Regions from separate parts of the Mus musculus genome. Here all the other regions are linked to region 1. Evidence: chromatin contacts called from public ChIA-PET and HiChIP or PLAC-seq data. All regions are on one chromosome and are shown on one strand. Each heading gives the region's core, a stretch centred on a gene start, on an enhancer-like site or on the middle of the called end of the contact. The rest is flanking DNA. Distances are from core to core; before and after follow the strand shown.

Region 1 (4,968 bases), core at 1,816-4,315:
TGTGTGTCAGGCTGTTCTCAGCAGTAACATACATCATGGTTCATCTCCTGTGCTGCTGATGTTTTATTATCTTCATTTACAGACATGGAGACCAAAGCCCTGGAAATTAAAAAAGAAAAATGTATCAAGTGACCTAAGGTGAACTCAGACCCGAGCCCAGGTATGACAGCCGTTTACCATGCTGGGTCTCAGATTTCTGCTGTCTCATAGGATCATGGTCACTTTCCTCATACTGGCCTTGGTGGTTTGAATGGAGATGGCTCTCATCGGCTCATCTATTTGAGTGCTCAGTCAACCGCATAGTGGAACTGTTTGAAAGGATTAGAAGGATTAGGCGGTGTGGTCTTGTTGGAGGAAGTGTGTCACTAGGGGGTGGGCTTTGAGGTTTCATAAGCCCATGCCAGGACCAGAGTCTCTCTGCTTGCAGATCAGGATGATGGTGTCAGCCATTGCTCCAGCTCAAGCATGCCACTACACTTCTCACCATGATGACACTGGACTGAGCCTCTAAAACTGTAAGCCAGCCCCCAGTTAAATGCTTTCTTTTATAAGAGTCATTATGGTCATGCTGTCTCTTCACAGCAATAGAACAATGACTAAGGCCAGGTTTCAGCTGAGCTTTGATTGTTTCCTAGACTGGAGGCTTCAGAGGCAATGACTAAGCCCGGGGTAACCCTCATCCAGGCTGCGGATGGCTTTAGAGCCTTTCAGAGAGGTGGCCACACCAGGACAGTAGCAAGTTCCGAAGGGCTTCAAGTCTGGAACACAGTCTAAAGCACATTTTACCCAGTCCAGGCCTGTTTCCCCATTGTAAGCTGAGGGAATTGTGGGTCTTCATAGGATCCTCTGGGAGTCTGATGTCATGCATGCTTTAACTATTTAAGTACTTTGTTGTTTGTTTTGAGACAGGATCTCTTGTGGCCCAGGCTAGCTTCAAATTTATAATATAGTCAAGGATAACGTTGGACTCTCAGTCCTTCTGCCCGTACCTCAGAGTGCTGGCTGGGATTACAATGAATGGACCACTACACCTGGCTTATGCAGTGCTGGGGCTTGAACCAAAGGCTTTGTACCTACCAGGCAAGCACTGTATCAATTGAGCTATACCCTTAGCCAAGGTACTGGAGTCTTTGAAGGTGGTCTATCCGCAATGCAACTTATAAGGAAGAAAAATATTTTGGACTTACTGTTTACTGAGTATGGGTGTTGTGATGGTTTGTATATGCTTGGTCCAGGGAGTGGAACTATTAGGAGGTGTGGCCCTGTTGGAGTAGGTGTGTCACTGTAGGTATGGTCTTAAGACCCTCACCCTAGCTGCCTGAAAGTGAGTCTTCCACTAACAGCCTTTAGATGAACATGTAGAACTCTCAGCTCTGCCTGCACCATGCCTGCCTGGACTCTGCCGTGCTCCCACCTTGATGATCCTGGACTGAACCTCTGAACCTGTAAGCCAGCCCCAAATGAAATGTTTTTTCTAAGACTTGCCTTGGTCATGGTGTCTGTTCAGGGAGTAAAACCCTAACTAAGGCAGGTGTATTGTCTGCATGTACACCACATGTGTGTCTGGTGCCTATGGAGACCAGAAGAGGACATCAGATCCCCTCAAACTAGAGTTGCAGATGTTGTGAGCTACAATATGGGTGCTGGGAATCAAACCCAGGTCCTCTGGAAGAGGAGTCAGTGATCTTAACTGTGGAGCCATCTTCCTACCCGTGGAAGTTGAATATTCAAAGGGGCAATGATGCCAGTGCAGCTCACCTAGTTTCCCACACAGCATCTTTAAAGTGAGAATTAATGCCTTTGTGTATCCTTCTTAACATTTTTATTATTTCACTTATGTTTAGTGTGTGTGTATGTGTCTATGTGTACGCACATAGGCCATGGTGCACCGTTTCTAGAGGGAGCTGGTTCACTTCTTCTACTGTGTGGGTCCCAGGGAATTGAACTCACTTTGTCAAGGTTTGGCAGCAAGCACCTTCACCCGCTACACCATCTTGCCTCCCTCTTCCCTTGTTATTTTTTGGAGATATTTGGTTTTCATCAAAGAGGTAGTTTCAAGCAGAGTACACACCTGTTTTCATTCTTTTTGAGGGTTGGTTTGTTTTGTTGTTTGTTTTGTGGAGGTTTTTGTTTGTTTGTTTGCTGTTGTTTTGTTTTGTCTTTGCTTTCAAACTGCCTGTTAGCTGAGCTGCTGGGTTTCAGCTGAGCTTTGGTTGTCTCCTAGACTGGAGGCTTCAACAGGCAAGGACTGGGCCCTGGGTAACCCTCACCCAGGCTGCGGATGGCTTTAGAGCCTCCTGCCCTCCTGTGCCTATTTCTTAATGGCGTGCATGAGCCTCTCAACTTCCCCTAGGGATGTGCTGCAAGGAACCCTAGGGGCTGGAACTTGATGACTCATCTGGGGAACCAAGGGCAGGTTAAGGGCACAGAGCCCGGAAATGGGAGGGAGGGGACAGCAGGTCTGAAGCTTTGCGGACATTGGGTTCTGACAGCTGTTGCTGTCCTCTAATCCCCCAGCTTGGTATCTGCTGTGAGTTGGCAGCTGAGGGCAGAGACCACACCCTCTCTCTACCTGCTCCTCTGGAGCCCTGTGACACTCCCTTTCTGCAGGAGGCCTTCCTTCCCCCTCCCACTAGGTTCCCTATCAGCCCCATGGTGAGATGAGGCACTGTTTCAACCTGGCACCTGACACTGTCCTGTGAGATTTACCCTTGTGCCTTTCTAACTGCCTGCAGCCCAGTAACAGACAGCAGGAATGCCAAGGTCCATGAGACCAAGCTCCTGGACCCTGTGAGTGCTCTGGAGGAGTCTCTGAGGGCTGTTAAGGGGAGTCACTCATGTTATTCATGAGCTGATGCCCAGGGTGAACCACCTGTATCTGGTTCTATCCTGGACACCAGGGAGCTCCTTTCCAAAGGGAAGTGCTTGGGGAGTGTGCAGATACCATACGATCACAGATACTGTGGGAAACATGAAGCAACCAAAGGCACAGGTGACCTTTACCTATCCGGAAGTAGAGGAACCTACCCTGACAGGATGCTGAGCACAGGGCGGGAAGTGGGTGCAACCTTGCAGACGTGAAGGGAAGTGGCTTTCTGCAAAGGGAAGTGCAAGGACTCAGGCAGGAACCCCAGGGGTGTTCGAGAGCCATGGGAACCCAGCCTGGATTGCAGGGAGCCATGGGGACACTGGATGGATGGAGTTGTCACTTAGAGGAAAGCAGAGTTGATGGATGATGGACAGAAAGTTTGGGTGTGAGATCATTGTGAACTCTGGCTCTTGCCTCTCAAACCAGTTGCACGTGTTGAGCTGGGGGCTAGGGCTCAGACTCCAATCTGTGGCCCAAAGGGGCTGAGGCATATCTTCTCTGCTCCTCATTTTGCCCAGCTTCTCTTCTCTCCTGTCGGAGCATATGGAGAGAACTTCTGTCTCTCTTTGACCATGTTCTCATACCTGCCAAAGGCCATTGGTCCCTTCTTTGTAGCTCTTCTCTCTCCAGCTAAACTGAAAACAGGAAGGGAGGCTGCATATGGAGCCCTTATTCTCCTGGATCATTTGTCACCTCTGAGCTGACTGCCTCGTCTGCTAACCTAGGCCTAGGCCTGGAAGCTTCGAGCTCTGTACAAGTTTACCTAGGCAAAAAAAAAAATGCTCTCGGCCTCTGAGAATTGCTGTTGAGTAAGCTCGCCCTTCTTGTTCTTTCTTGATTCTAGCTGGCTGGTTCAACTCAGCTCTTCTGGCTCAAACTCCTCTCCAAGCTGACTCAATCTGGCACTTCTCTTTGCCTCTGAATTGCTCTGCTTGGCTTCGAACTAACTCTAGCAATCTTTTTTTTTTCTAATCTACTGGCTCCTTCCCATTCTCTTGCTTGTCTGTCTTCACCTGTGTCTAACTTGTTCTCTCTTCAATCTGTCTCTGTAAAACTCTCCTGGTAAATCTGTCTCTGCCTCCCTCTCTGCTGCTCTACTCTCCCTCTCAACTCCACTGTGCTGTCTCCACAAGCGCTACTGTATTCCTGGGCTATACTCTCTTCTCCTGTGCTGTCTCTCTCTTAAGTAGCTTCCCTTTCCTTGTGAGAGTTGGACATGTCAAATCTTTCTCTGATTCATCTCTTTGTCTGCCACTCAATTAGACATCACTTTCAAACATGGTTGCTTCCCTTTACAAACTAACTTTACCTTCATTATTTGGGATTATAGGTATCTACTAAGGGCATGTCTGTATTTTACAGCCAGAGGGATTAATGGTGTATGCTAAAGTCTGAGCCACACCCTAACTAGAAACAGGTTCAAACATCCTGTAACAGGAGGAACTACTTTTAAACTTCTTCTTGACAAAGAGTAGGGGAAGGGAGTTGCTGTAAGGATCCTTGTCCACCCTGGTCACTGCAACAGAGGGGACTCTGCATGCTTTATTTCACAAGTGTGTTACCAGGTCAACTCCATTTGGAAGAGGGGTTTGTTAATAAGGACCCACACACAGGCACACACATGGGGTCTGTACAACACTGGTTGTCTTAGGGTTTTAATTGCTATGAAGAGACGCCATGGCAATACTTACAAAGGAAGACATTTACTTGGGGCTGGTTTACAGTTGAGAGGTTTAGTCCATTATCACTGTGTTGGGAAGCATAGTGGCATGAAGGAAGACATGGTGCTGGAGAGGTAGCTCAGAGGTCTACATCCATATTAGAAAGCAGTGGGAGGAGAGGAACAATGGGCCTGGCTTGAGCTTCTGAAACATCAAGGCCCACTCCTTGTGACACAACAAGGCCCCACCTCCGATAACACCAGCCCCTGGGAGTCTATGGTAGCCATTTTTATTCAAACAACCACACTGGTCAGGTTCAGAGTGCCTGTAACTTGGGTTCTAGAACAAACAGGAGTTTGCGCAGGCTTGGTTTCAGTCTTCTTATGTAGAAATGGGAACCTCCAGAAATCTCCCCCTCTCTCCCCTACTGCAGAAAAA
Region 2 (4,968 bases), core at 1,134-3,633, 310 kb before region 1:
AAAAGGTCTTTTAGCAAGTCAATTCTGCAAGGCTAAAATATCTTATCTGATCTAGGCAGTTTCTAAAGCAACCATTATCTAAACAAAACCAGTCATTATTCAGCTTCTACTTATTCAAAGAATGTCCAGTGACTGCAGTTATGTGCTAAGAGACTGAAAATTCCTAAGGAAAGCAAGCCCTAGAATCTCAGATAACAATCACTGGTTATTTGCAAGCCAATTACCTCAAGGTTATGTTGCCTTCACTCAGGAGTAAAAGCCAGGTGCAATGGCTCTTCAAAAATTCTACTACAGTATAGACCAGGCTACCTCAAACTTTCAAAGATCCTTCTGCCTCTGCCTCCCTAGTGCCAAAATTATAGGCATGTATGATCCTGATTGGCAAGTCTTCCTTGCCTTTTTGGGGGGGAGGGGGCAGGTTTCCTGGCTGTCCTGGAATTCACTCTGTAGACCAGCCTGGCCTCGAACTCACAGAGATCCATCTGCCTCTGCCTCCTGAGTGCTGGGATCAAAGGTGTGTGCCACCACTGCCACTACCACCCGGCTCAGCTATTTTCTCAATCTTAATAGATTTGACATCCTTTTGCCTAGGTTTGTGCAGAAAGACCTTAATTTTCTCAAATCTTATTTTCAAAAATTAAAATTTGTTCATTGTTAATAGAGTGTGTGCCTGTGAGTTCATGATAATAGGTGAAGGGTTGGTAGCGCTGTGCCCATGCAGATCAGCAGGCTGCTTTGCCCTGTTGGTTTTCTTTCTCTGCCTTTCCTTGGACTTTGGGATAGAATTTGGGTCCCTGGGATTGTGCAACAAGTGATTCTCTGATGGAACCATTTTACCAATCTGATATTCTCAGACATTGGAAGAGGCACTCAGAGAGTCTGCAGGAGGGTACCCAAGATGTTCCTAGAAGGCAGAATTAGAATGTTTCTTTCCCTGTCTTAAATCTAAAAGTACTTCAGAAGCATGAATGTTCTGGTTATGTGATACAGAGCATTTCTTCCAGATTCAAACGCTCGGAACGCCTTTGAGAAGGGAAGGGACTTTTCGGAACTTAATCTTCCATAGGCAACGTGCATTTGGTATCCTCTGGGTAATTTTTGTTTGTTTTGCTTTGTTTTGAGACAGGGTTTCTCTGTACATGGCATGCGCCACCATTGCCCAGCTCCTATGGGTAATTACAAAAAAAAATAAAGGTAGCAGCCATGGTGGTGTTTCACATCTGTAATCCTTGCACCTGAAAGCCTGAGGCAGGAGGACTGCCTTGAGTTCAAAGTCATGCTTGTGATAAGAATCACACAATTCAGGCAGTGGTGGCACAGGCCTTTAATCCCAGCACTTGGGAGGCAGAGGCAGGCAGATTTCTGAGTTCGAGACCAGCTTGGTCTACAGAGTGAGTTCCAGGACAGCCAGGGCTACACAGAGAAACCCTGTCTTAAAACAAAACAAAACAAAAACATGAAAAGAAAAAGAAAGATTGAAGGGGAGGGAGACTCTGCTCATTCTGTGTCTACAGTAAAGAGACTTTTAATGAAGAAGTCACATGCCTTTTCCTTCAGGACCTGAGGATACCAGAAAGCTCTAGAGCACAAGGGCAACTTTCTCTCCATAAATTCAAAGCTGGCCCCTCATACATATAAAATGGGGATTAAAAAAAAAAAAAAAAGACTTTCTGAGTCAAGTCACAGAAGACCCAAAAAGGAGTTTAACAGATTTTCTTTCAGGACAGGAGTGAGCATTATTTTTTTAATAGACAAGGTCTCAGATAGTCCAGGCTGACTTCAAACTTGGTTGGCGACCAAATCTAACCCTGAACTGCTGACCTTGTGTTCCTGTGCTTAAAAACTGGAATTAGAGGTATCTACTACCAAGTGTGTGTGTGTGTATCAGACTAAAATGCCAGAGTCTGATCTGCAGCTATAGGACTATTAGTGACCAAAGTGTTTTGGTTTTTGGTTTTTTTGGGTTTTTTTTTTTTTTTTTTTTCTTTTTGGTTTTTTGAGACAGGGTTTCTCTGTGTAGCCCTGGCTGTCCTGGAACTCACGCTGTAGACCAGGCTGTCCTCGAACTCAGAAATCCGCCTGCCTCTGCCTCTGCCTCCAGAGTGGTAGGATTAAAAGCATGTGCCACCTCCGCTCAGCCCTAGATGAACTCTCAATGCCCTTTCAAGGATATGAGCTTTGAGCAAATTAAAATATAAACACAAACAAGAACAACAACAAAAAACCAGTTTGCCATCGGGGTGATAAAAAAGGCAAATCCAGCTCTTCAAAAAAGGCACTAAATGTCCCAGCTGTCCCGCGGCAAGGGCGGGGTTTGTGACTCAGTGGGCCGGGCCTGCCCATCCCTTCAGTCCTTAAACTCGCCCACCCGCCTTTCCCAGCGCTAGTGCTGCTGGCTGCTGTTCCTGGTGAGTACCTTAAGGGGTGCAATTGAGCCCTTGGATCCCGGAATTCAGACCTTGAGACAGGGTCTACAGGCAGGGCAGGGTGTGGGGGCTTCGGCATCACCCTAGGCCGTCTTGGAGTGCTCCGATTACCCACAGTGGGTTTGGGAGGGCGTGGGACCCCTTTCGAGTCCTGAGAAATTCTGGCTGGTTTTTCCAGAGACCAGACCTGTTGGGTTCGTCTCTGACAGGAGTCAGGGTCCTGCAGCAGTGGCCCTATGTATGGGTTCGCGGTGGTACCCAGACCCATCACCCCAGTGTGCTGAGGTTCCAAACCTAGCCTTGCTGTGTCACCCACCATGGCCTTCCAGGGCTCTGGCCACTTGTGTCCTGTAACTGTAGGTTGCTCTAGGCAGCCCAAGTGGAAAAGTTGTCAGTGCCTCAGGTGACCATGGATGGAGCTTAGAAGAATAATTTTGAGATGTTATATTATAACTTAACAGACTTTTTCTTATTTTTTTTTAAACTTTGGGGAGGACCCGTCTGTTTTTGTTGTTGTTTGTTGTTGTTGTTGTTGTTTTTAAGATTTATTATATCTAAGTACACTGTAGCTGTCTTCAGGTGCACCAGAAGAGGGCATCAGATCTTATTAGAGATGGTTGTGAGCCACCATGTGGTTGCTGGGATTTGAACTCAGGACCTTTGAAAGAACAGTTAGTGCTCTTAACCATTGAGCCATCTATCCAGCCCCAAGATGTATTTATTTATTAAGTGCACGGTATTCTGCTTGCATTTATGCCTGCAAGCCAGGAGAGGGCACTAGTCCTCAGTACAGATGGTTGTGAGCCACCCTGTGGTTGCTGGGAATTGAACTCATGACCTCTGGAAGAGCAGACAGTGCTCAACCTCTGAGCCCTTTTTCTTATTTTTTGCAAAAGAAAAAACTCATATAACAAAGGACTTCATTTACCAGGCGGTTGTTAGTTCATGCCTTTAATCTCAGCACTTGGTAGCACTTGAGAGGCAGAGGCAGAGGCAGGTGGATCTCTGTAAATTGTAGACAAAGGTCAGTTTGTCTACCTCAGGGAGTTCCAGGACATCCAGGGCTACACATTTTATACACTAGGTCTTTTCTTTTTGAAATTGTTATATTATGTGCATTGGCGTTTTGCTTGTATGCATGTATGTCTGTGAGGGTGTCATGTCCTCAAACTGGATAGATAGTTGTAAGCTGCCTTGCAGTTGCTGGAAATTAAACCTAGATCCTCTGGAAGACCTCTTAACCATTGAGCCAACTCTCCAGCCCTGTAACTATCAGGTCTTTGTAGCTTACTTATCATGCAAGATTAGGGATGCCTAGACCAAGTGCTTTACTGGGTACTGTCAGGAGCTCTGAGTGTTTGGAACTTACTTTTTTTTTTTTCTCCAAAAACTTAGAACTGTAGTTTGCCCATTTACCCTGAGTGAGAAGTAGACCTGGCTGTTGCTGCCTTGCTTCACAATAAGACCACCAAACCCAGACAACTAGGCAGATGCCAACAAGAGCCTGCTGACAGGAGCCTGATACAGCTCTCTCCTGCAAGGCTTTGCCAATGCCAGGCAAATACAGAAGTGGATGCTCACAGTCATCCATTGGACAGAGCACAAGGTCCCCAGTGAAGGAGCCAGAGAAATACCCAGGGAGCTGAAGGGGACTGAAGCCCCATAGGAGGAACACCAATATGAAGTAACTAGTACCCTCGAGCTCCTTGGAAGTATACCACCAATCAAAGAAAACACATGGTGGAACTTGTGGCTCTAGCTATATATATAGCAGAGGGTGGCCTAGCCTCTCATCAATGGGAGGAGAGGCCCCTGGTCGTGTGAAGGCTCTATGCCCAAGTATAGGAGAATGCCTGAACCAGGAATGGGAGTGGGTGGGGAGGGGGAGGGGATAGGGGTTTTTTGGAGGGGAAACTAGGAATAGGGATAACATTTGAAATGTAGATAAAGAAAAATATCTAATTAAAAAAAGACATACAAAAAAAGACTGTTTCATGGAACAGTTTTGGGCCTAGCACATACAACTTTAAACCTCATTAGGTGATAATGTCTGGTTTTCTTAGGTGCTAAAAGCCAGTTCCTGGGACTTTTTTTTTTTTTCAAGACAGGGTTTCTCTGTAGCCTTGGCTGTCCTGGAACTCACTCTGTGGACCAGACTGGCCTCGAACTCAAATCTGCCTGCCTCTGCCTCCCAAGAGCTGGGATCAAAGGCGTGCACCACCACTGTCCGGCTTTTTTTTTTTTTTTTTTTTCTAAAGACAGCATTTCTCTGTGCAGCCCTGGAACTCATTGTTAACAAGCCTGGCCTTGAACTCCCAAGTACTGGAATTAAAGGCATGTACTACCATGCATTGTATTCTGAAATTCATTTTAAAATACATTATCAGCAGCTCCCCTGAGGGCCCTAATCCTTTTGGAAACTGCTGGAAGGAAGGAAGAGGAAACAAACTGGTAACAACCATTTCAGACAGTTTTTTGTTTTTTGGGCTTTGTTTTGTTTTTTTGTTTCGTTTTTGTTTTTGTTTTATTTTGTTTTGTTTTT
Region 3 (4,968 bases), core at 1,295-3,794, 270 kb before region 1:
TGACGTGGTTGCTGGAAACCACACTTCTGTCCTCTGGAAGAGCAGCAAGTGTTCTTAACCGCTGGCCAAGCCATCTCTCCAGTTCCTGTTTCTGCTTATTTTTATAAATGGACTACAATGCCTGTCTTATTTAGGGCCAATAAGATGGGTCAGAGCAATCACCTTACAAGCTAGACGGCAATCCCTGGAACCTACAGTGGAAGGGGCGAACTGAAAATTGGCCTCTGATTGCCACGCTGGCACTTTCAAATACAGTACCAAACTAAAATAAAATAAATTAGGGCTGAAGAGATGGCTCATCAGTTAAGAGCACTGCCTGTTCTTCCATAGGACTTGACTTTGAGATTCAGCACCTACAAGGTGACGCACAAATATCTCTTACTCCAGTACCATGGAAGTTAATGCCCTCTTTTGGCCTCTGAGGGCATCAGGCACATTTGTGGGATACATTCAGGCAAAAAACCTATATACCTTTAAATTTATGGTTTTTTAAAAAAGATTTATTTATTTATTTGTTTGTTTGTTTGTTTATTATATGTGTGTACACTGTAGCTGTCTTCAGACACTCCAGAAGAGGGCATCAAATTTTTGTTATGGATGGTTGTGAGCCACCATGTGCTTGCTGGGATTTGAACTCAGGACCTTTGAAAGAGCAGTCGGCGCTCTTAACCGCTGAGCCATCTCACCAGCCCTAAATTTATGTTTACATATAAATATTTATGTTTATATATAAATATATATTGTTTATTTAAGCATTTACTATCAGAGTGACATTTAGTTTTCTCATTTAGTAAGCTCTGCACAGAGCATGGTGGCAAACACCTTTAACCCTAACAATTGGGAGACTGGGAGATCTCTTTGAGTTCCAGGACAGTCAGGGCTTCAAAGAGGGACCCTGTCTCAAAAAAGCAGAAGCAACGACACAGGTCTTTAATGTTCATTCTTTTTGTTTGTTTGTGTTTTGTTTTTTGAGACAGGGTTTCTCTGTGTAGCCCCTGGCTGTCCTGGAATTCACTTTGTAGACCAGCCTGGCCTTGAACTCAGAAATCCACCTACCTCTGCCTCCCAAGTGCTGGGACTACAGGCGTGTGCCACCACTGCCCGGCATTCATTCTGTTTTTATCAGAACCTTTGCAGGACATTATTTATTTAGTGCAGGTTCCTAGAAGTGTTAATACTGACTCAAGGAGGGTGGAGCATTTAAAGGTCCTCAGTTACTCAAGAATTACTGGGTCAAAGAGGATGGCTCATTCATAGCATTTCAAATAAAAAGTATTGCCAAACTGCTTTCCAGGAAGGTTTTCTAATTCACTAGTGAATGGTTACTGCAGTCCTGTTTTTCTGTCCCTACCCTTTGTGCTTGTGTGCATACACATGTGGTTTTGTTTGTTTCTTTGTTGTTGCTGGTTTTTTGAGACAGGGTTTCCTCTATATAGCCCTGGCTGTCCTGGAACTCACTTTGTAGACCAGGCTGGTCTCGAACTCAGAAATCTGCCTGCATCTGCCTCCCAAGTGCTGGGATTAAAGGTGTGCGCCACCACTGGCCGGCATTGTTTTGTCGTTTTAAGCCAGGTTTTGCTACTTACTCCAGACTGGCCTGGAGCAAGTGCTCCGTCTTCCTGCCTTAGCCTTCCGATGTCTGAAATTACAAGCATGCACCACCTGAATTCTTTGCACGCTTCATCCTACCAATTATTATTTTCGTTTTAGAGTTCTCCCCACTCCCAATACAATTGTCTAGCCCTACCTTGTTTTTTTTACCTAAACTCAAGAAGCTTAGTCTGGCCTTGAACTCCTGACTTTCCTGTCTCCTAAGCACCTGCCAAGTGCTAAAATTTCGGGTACGAAATAGCAAGCCTGGTTTTAATTGTATTTTGTTGAGTTTTTTTTTTCCACCATTCAACTTGTGAGTCCATGTTGACTGACTACTGACAGACCCACAAGAGCACGCTCACTACTTAGAAGTTTTCCAGCCTGCCTTAATACTTGGACGAAAATGGGGGTTTTTACAAATCACGATGGTGGAAGGTACTGTAAAGGCGTCGGCTCTCCTTGCCAGGAAGCAACATCTCGCGGGATGTCGGTGGTCCTTGAGTCCTTGGACAGGACTACAAGGCCCAACATGCAATGCGCCCCAAGGTCCAAGCGGCCGAATGAAGGCCTGGAGCCCTTATCACGTGTCAGCTTGCGTCAAGCGGCCGGTTGTCACTCCCACGCTTTTTTCTTCCGCTTGCACCTTGGTCGCCATTTTGTGTTGAAGGTTGTAGAACCTCTGAGTCTCGTCGACTCTATGGTCAAGCATTTCGGGATTCGACCAATCGTAACCCCGAACTCGGAAAAAGAACCCGCCTTTATCCGCAAGGAGGCGGGAATTGCCACGAAGCTCCTGTGGAGAGAGAGGAAGAAGCTGAAGAAGACCAATAAGAAGGATGGAGTTGATGACGCCAGCCAATTGGAACGTGGAGAGATAACGACCAATGGGAGTGAAGGGACTCCGAACACGTGGGTGGGGGAGCTGAGCGCTCAGACCAAGGGCTAAAGCTGGGAGGTGAGTCAGTCACCTTGAGCAGGGAGTGTGCTGTGGGCCGAGCAGGGGCTGCAGGGGAGTGGGAGTGCAGGTGACTTGGGGCTGGGAGACAGGGGTCCGCAAGGCCGTGGGTTGTGCCACGTGGAGCACCATTTGCCTCCAGGGATAGGGAAGGAGGACTAGAGTCTTTAAGCCTTATCAATTAATGTTAATTACCAACGGTAATGAGCGATAAACGGCCGCTGGGGAGAGTAGGGGACAGCAGTGTAACTTGGGCAGGATCCTGCACGACGTCTGCCAGTTTCTGCCTCCGGTCTTCCCGGGAGACCATTCCTTTTCGCAACATTTCCCTCTTGGGGCCTGAGCCACCTCCTTTTATTTCCGATCTCGGTTGCTGTCCTTCTGCAGACCCGCTGCGCAGAGAGTGGTTGACCCCGGAATCTGCTCTGTCCTTCTGACCTCTAATGCCCTCCTTAGCTGGGGTATAGGAAGAGGGTTGGGGGGAACGATTGGAGGTGGATGGGGACAACAGGAGGTTGCCAGTATAAGCAGACACCCGGGCTTTCATAGGAATTACGGTTTTTTTTTTTTTTCTTTTCTCCCCCTTCTTGCAGATTGAAAAATGCAGACCACCAAGGCACTGCTCATTTCTCCAGCTCTGGTAAGCGGAAGCTCCGGGTTTCCCTATAGTGCCGGGTATGGTATGGGAGCAATCATGTTTAATGAATGGACTAAGAGGGGCTGGCGTTCCGTGATGATGATGATGGCTATTGGCGGAGGGTATAGGAGCTGTTGCAGGTAACCTATGTTTATTCAGGCCTGTAAACCAAGCCGTCGTGGCTTTCTGAGCGTCCTCAGATAAGCTAGAGCTGACCTTTTATTACAGTCCTGGGTTGGCTGTAGCCAGACAGCCGGAAAACAGTTTTTCTCAACCTCGGCTGCGTGTTCAGTTCATCTGGAAAGCCTAATGCTTCTACTGCCCAGACTGCTCCTCAGACCAATTGCATCAGACTGAGAATGAAGGTGGAACCCCTAAGCAATTTTGGTAGAATGCCCCAGGTGATGCCAATGTTCTGCCAAGCCTGAGAGTCATTGTACTGAATAATGTGTCAAGCAATCCGTGTCACTGGGAGCTTTCCTAAGATGGCTGTTCTGGGAGTCAAACCAGGCTTCCTGGCCCGCTGCCTGAAGGATATATGTTGCTGTGAATGCATCTTAGTAAATCTCTCCCCTTGATTGCCTTTTGTTACCTCAACAACTGACTGGATGTTTGGGTCTTACTCTATTCTGGGAAACTGATTAGGTCTGTGCCCTTGGAAATGGACTTTGGTATCCGGTTTGGTTTGGGTTTGGTTCTGAGGATTGACCCCCGGGTCTTGTGAGTGCTCCCCAGCCTAGTGCATTATATCAAATGGTGATTGCTGCCACCCTGGGCTCCCACAGACTATCAGCATAGCTGTCTCCGATGTAGACGGACCTGAGAAAATAAGTTAATTGACCTTGAAATTGATTGGACTGATTGTGACAAACTCCTGTCACTTAGGTTGGGTTTGGGGTTTTGGTTTGTTTTTGTCTGATTTGGAGCAATATATCTTTCTGACTTTACAGATTCGCTCCTGTACCAGGGGTCTAATCAGGCCTGTGTCTGCCTCCCTCCTGAGCAGACCAGAGGCCCCATCTAAGCAGGTAAGGAAGTCAGGCCCCTCAGGATATCCCTCCAGTCAGCTGAGGTGCTTTTAGGAGAATTAAAGGATCTACGACACCCTTGCAATTCCAAGTCTCAAATGACAGTCAGAGATGTGACTAGCCCTGTGTGCTGACATTGTCCCTGCACACAGAGCACTCTGCCCTTTGAGGCTGGGTGCCAGCTGCTTCTTAGCTCAGGTGGATGGGGTGAGCATGGCGGCTCCTCACTCCCCCTGACTGCCTCCCTCCCTTCCTTCCAGCCTTCCTGCAGCAGCTCCCCTCTCCAGGTGGCCCGACGGGAATTCCAGACCAGTGTCATTTCCCGGGACATCGACACAGCAGCCAAGTTCATTGGTGCTGGGGCCGCCACAGTTGGTGTGGCTGGATCAGGAGCTGGCATTGGCACAGTGTTTGGTAGCTTGATTATTGGCTATGCCAGGTAAGTTCGGGGCTGCCTGTGTTGTTGCTCCACTCCACTTGGGGCAGAGTCTTAGCAAGTGGGAGTCTCCAAGTTGATGTTCTTTAACCTCCTGTCTCTCCAGTGACCTAAGTCAGAATTGAAGCATGCCACATGTGAACTTGCCGAGTTGCTAGTCTCCTTTCCTGCCCAAGTTCCCAGGGTAGCTGTAGGCTAGCCCCTTTCCTGCCCAAGTTCCCAGGGTAGATGTAGGCTAGCCCCTTTTGAAATAGTAGCACACTCCCCTCCCCTGACCTGGACCCTCACCCTTTTCTGTCTCTGGCAGGAACCCATCTCT

What was found. ChIA-PET counts read pairs in DNA pulled down with a chosen protein or histone mark. HiChIP or PLAC-seq counts read pairs in DNA pulled down with a chosen protein or histone mark.
Region 2: an H3K27ac HiChIP or PLAC-seq map of embryonic stem cells shows a contact between it and region 1, with 6 read pairs. The contact joins the promoter of Calcoco2 here to the enhancer-like site in region 1. A contact is called at or near these places in 6 of 115 datasets of contacts at active chromatin or transcription factors (embryonic basal ganglia, embryonic forebrain, embryonic hindbrain and 3 more) and 2 of 9 other capture datasets (adipose tissue and liver).
Region 3: an RNA polymerase II ChIA-PET map of memory CD8 T cells shows a contact between it and region 1, with 6 read pairs. The contact joins the promoter of Atp5g1 here to the enhancer-like site in region 1. A contact is called at or near these places in 2 of 39 promoter capture datasets (the SN4741 cell line and embryonic stem cells), 2 of 484 Hi-C or Micro-C datasets (bone marrow-derived dendritic cells and pro-B cells), 6 of 115 datasets of contacts at active chromatin or transcription factors (embryonic basal ganglia, embryonic forebrain, embryonic hindbrain and 3 more) and 1 of 9 other capture datasets (adipose tissue).

What each region holds. Positions count from the first base shown.
Region 1 is chr11:95,803,283-95,808,250 of GRCm38.p6, reverse strand. Gm29933 (a long non-coding RNA gene) reads left to right here. Exons shown (of 5, transcript XR_880171.1): 2 at 83-160; 3 at 428-515. Among named protein-coding and RNA genes, the nearest start is that of Gm29933, 2.8 kb to the left of the region's middle. Within about 2 kb of position 3,065, at least 91 of the 459 cell types and tissues checked have an H3K27ac peak or open chromatin away from gene starts, as enhancers often do. A contact at or near this core is called in embryonic stem cells and memory CD8 T cells, where this site is marked.
Region 2 is chr11:96,109,377-96,114,344 of GRCm38.p6, reverse strand. Calcoco2 (calcium binding and coiled-coil domain 2) reads left to right here and starts at 2,383. Exons shown (of 6, transcript NM_001271018.1): 1 at 2,383-2,408.
Region 3 is chr11:96,073,207-96,078,174 of GRCm38.p6, reverse strand. It overlaps Atp5g1 (ATP synthase, H+ transporting, mitochondrial F0 complex, subunit C1 (subunit 9)), which reads left to right and starts at 2,544. Exons shown (of 5, transcript NM_001161419.1): 1 at 2,544-2,618; 2 at 3,142-3,188; 3 at 4,136-4,213; 4 at 4,474-4,652; 5 at 4,957-4,968. The coding sequence starts at 3,150.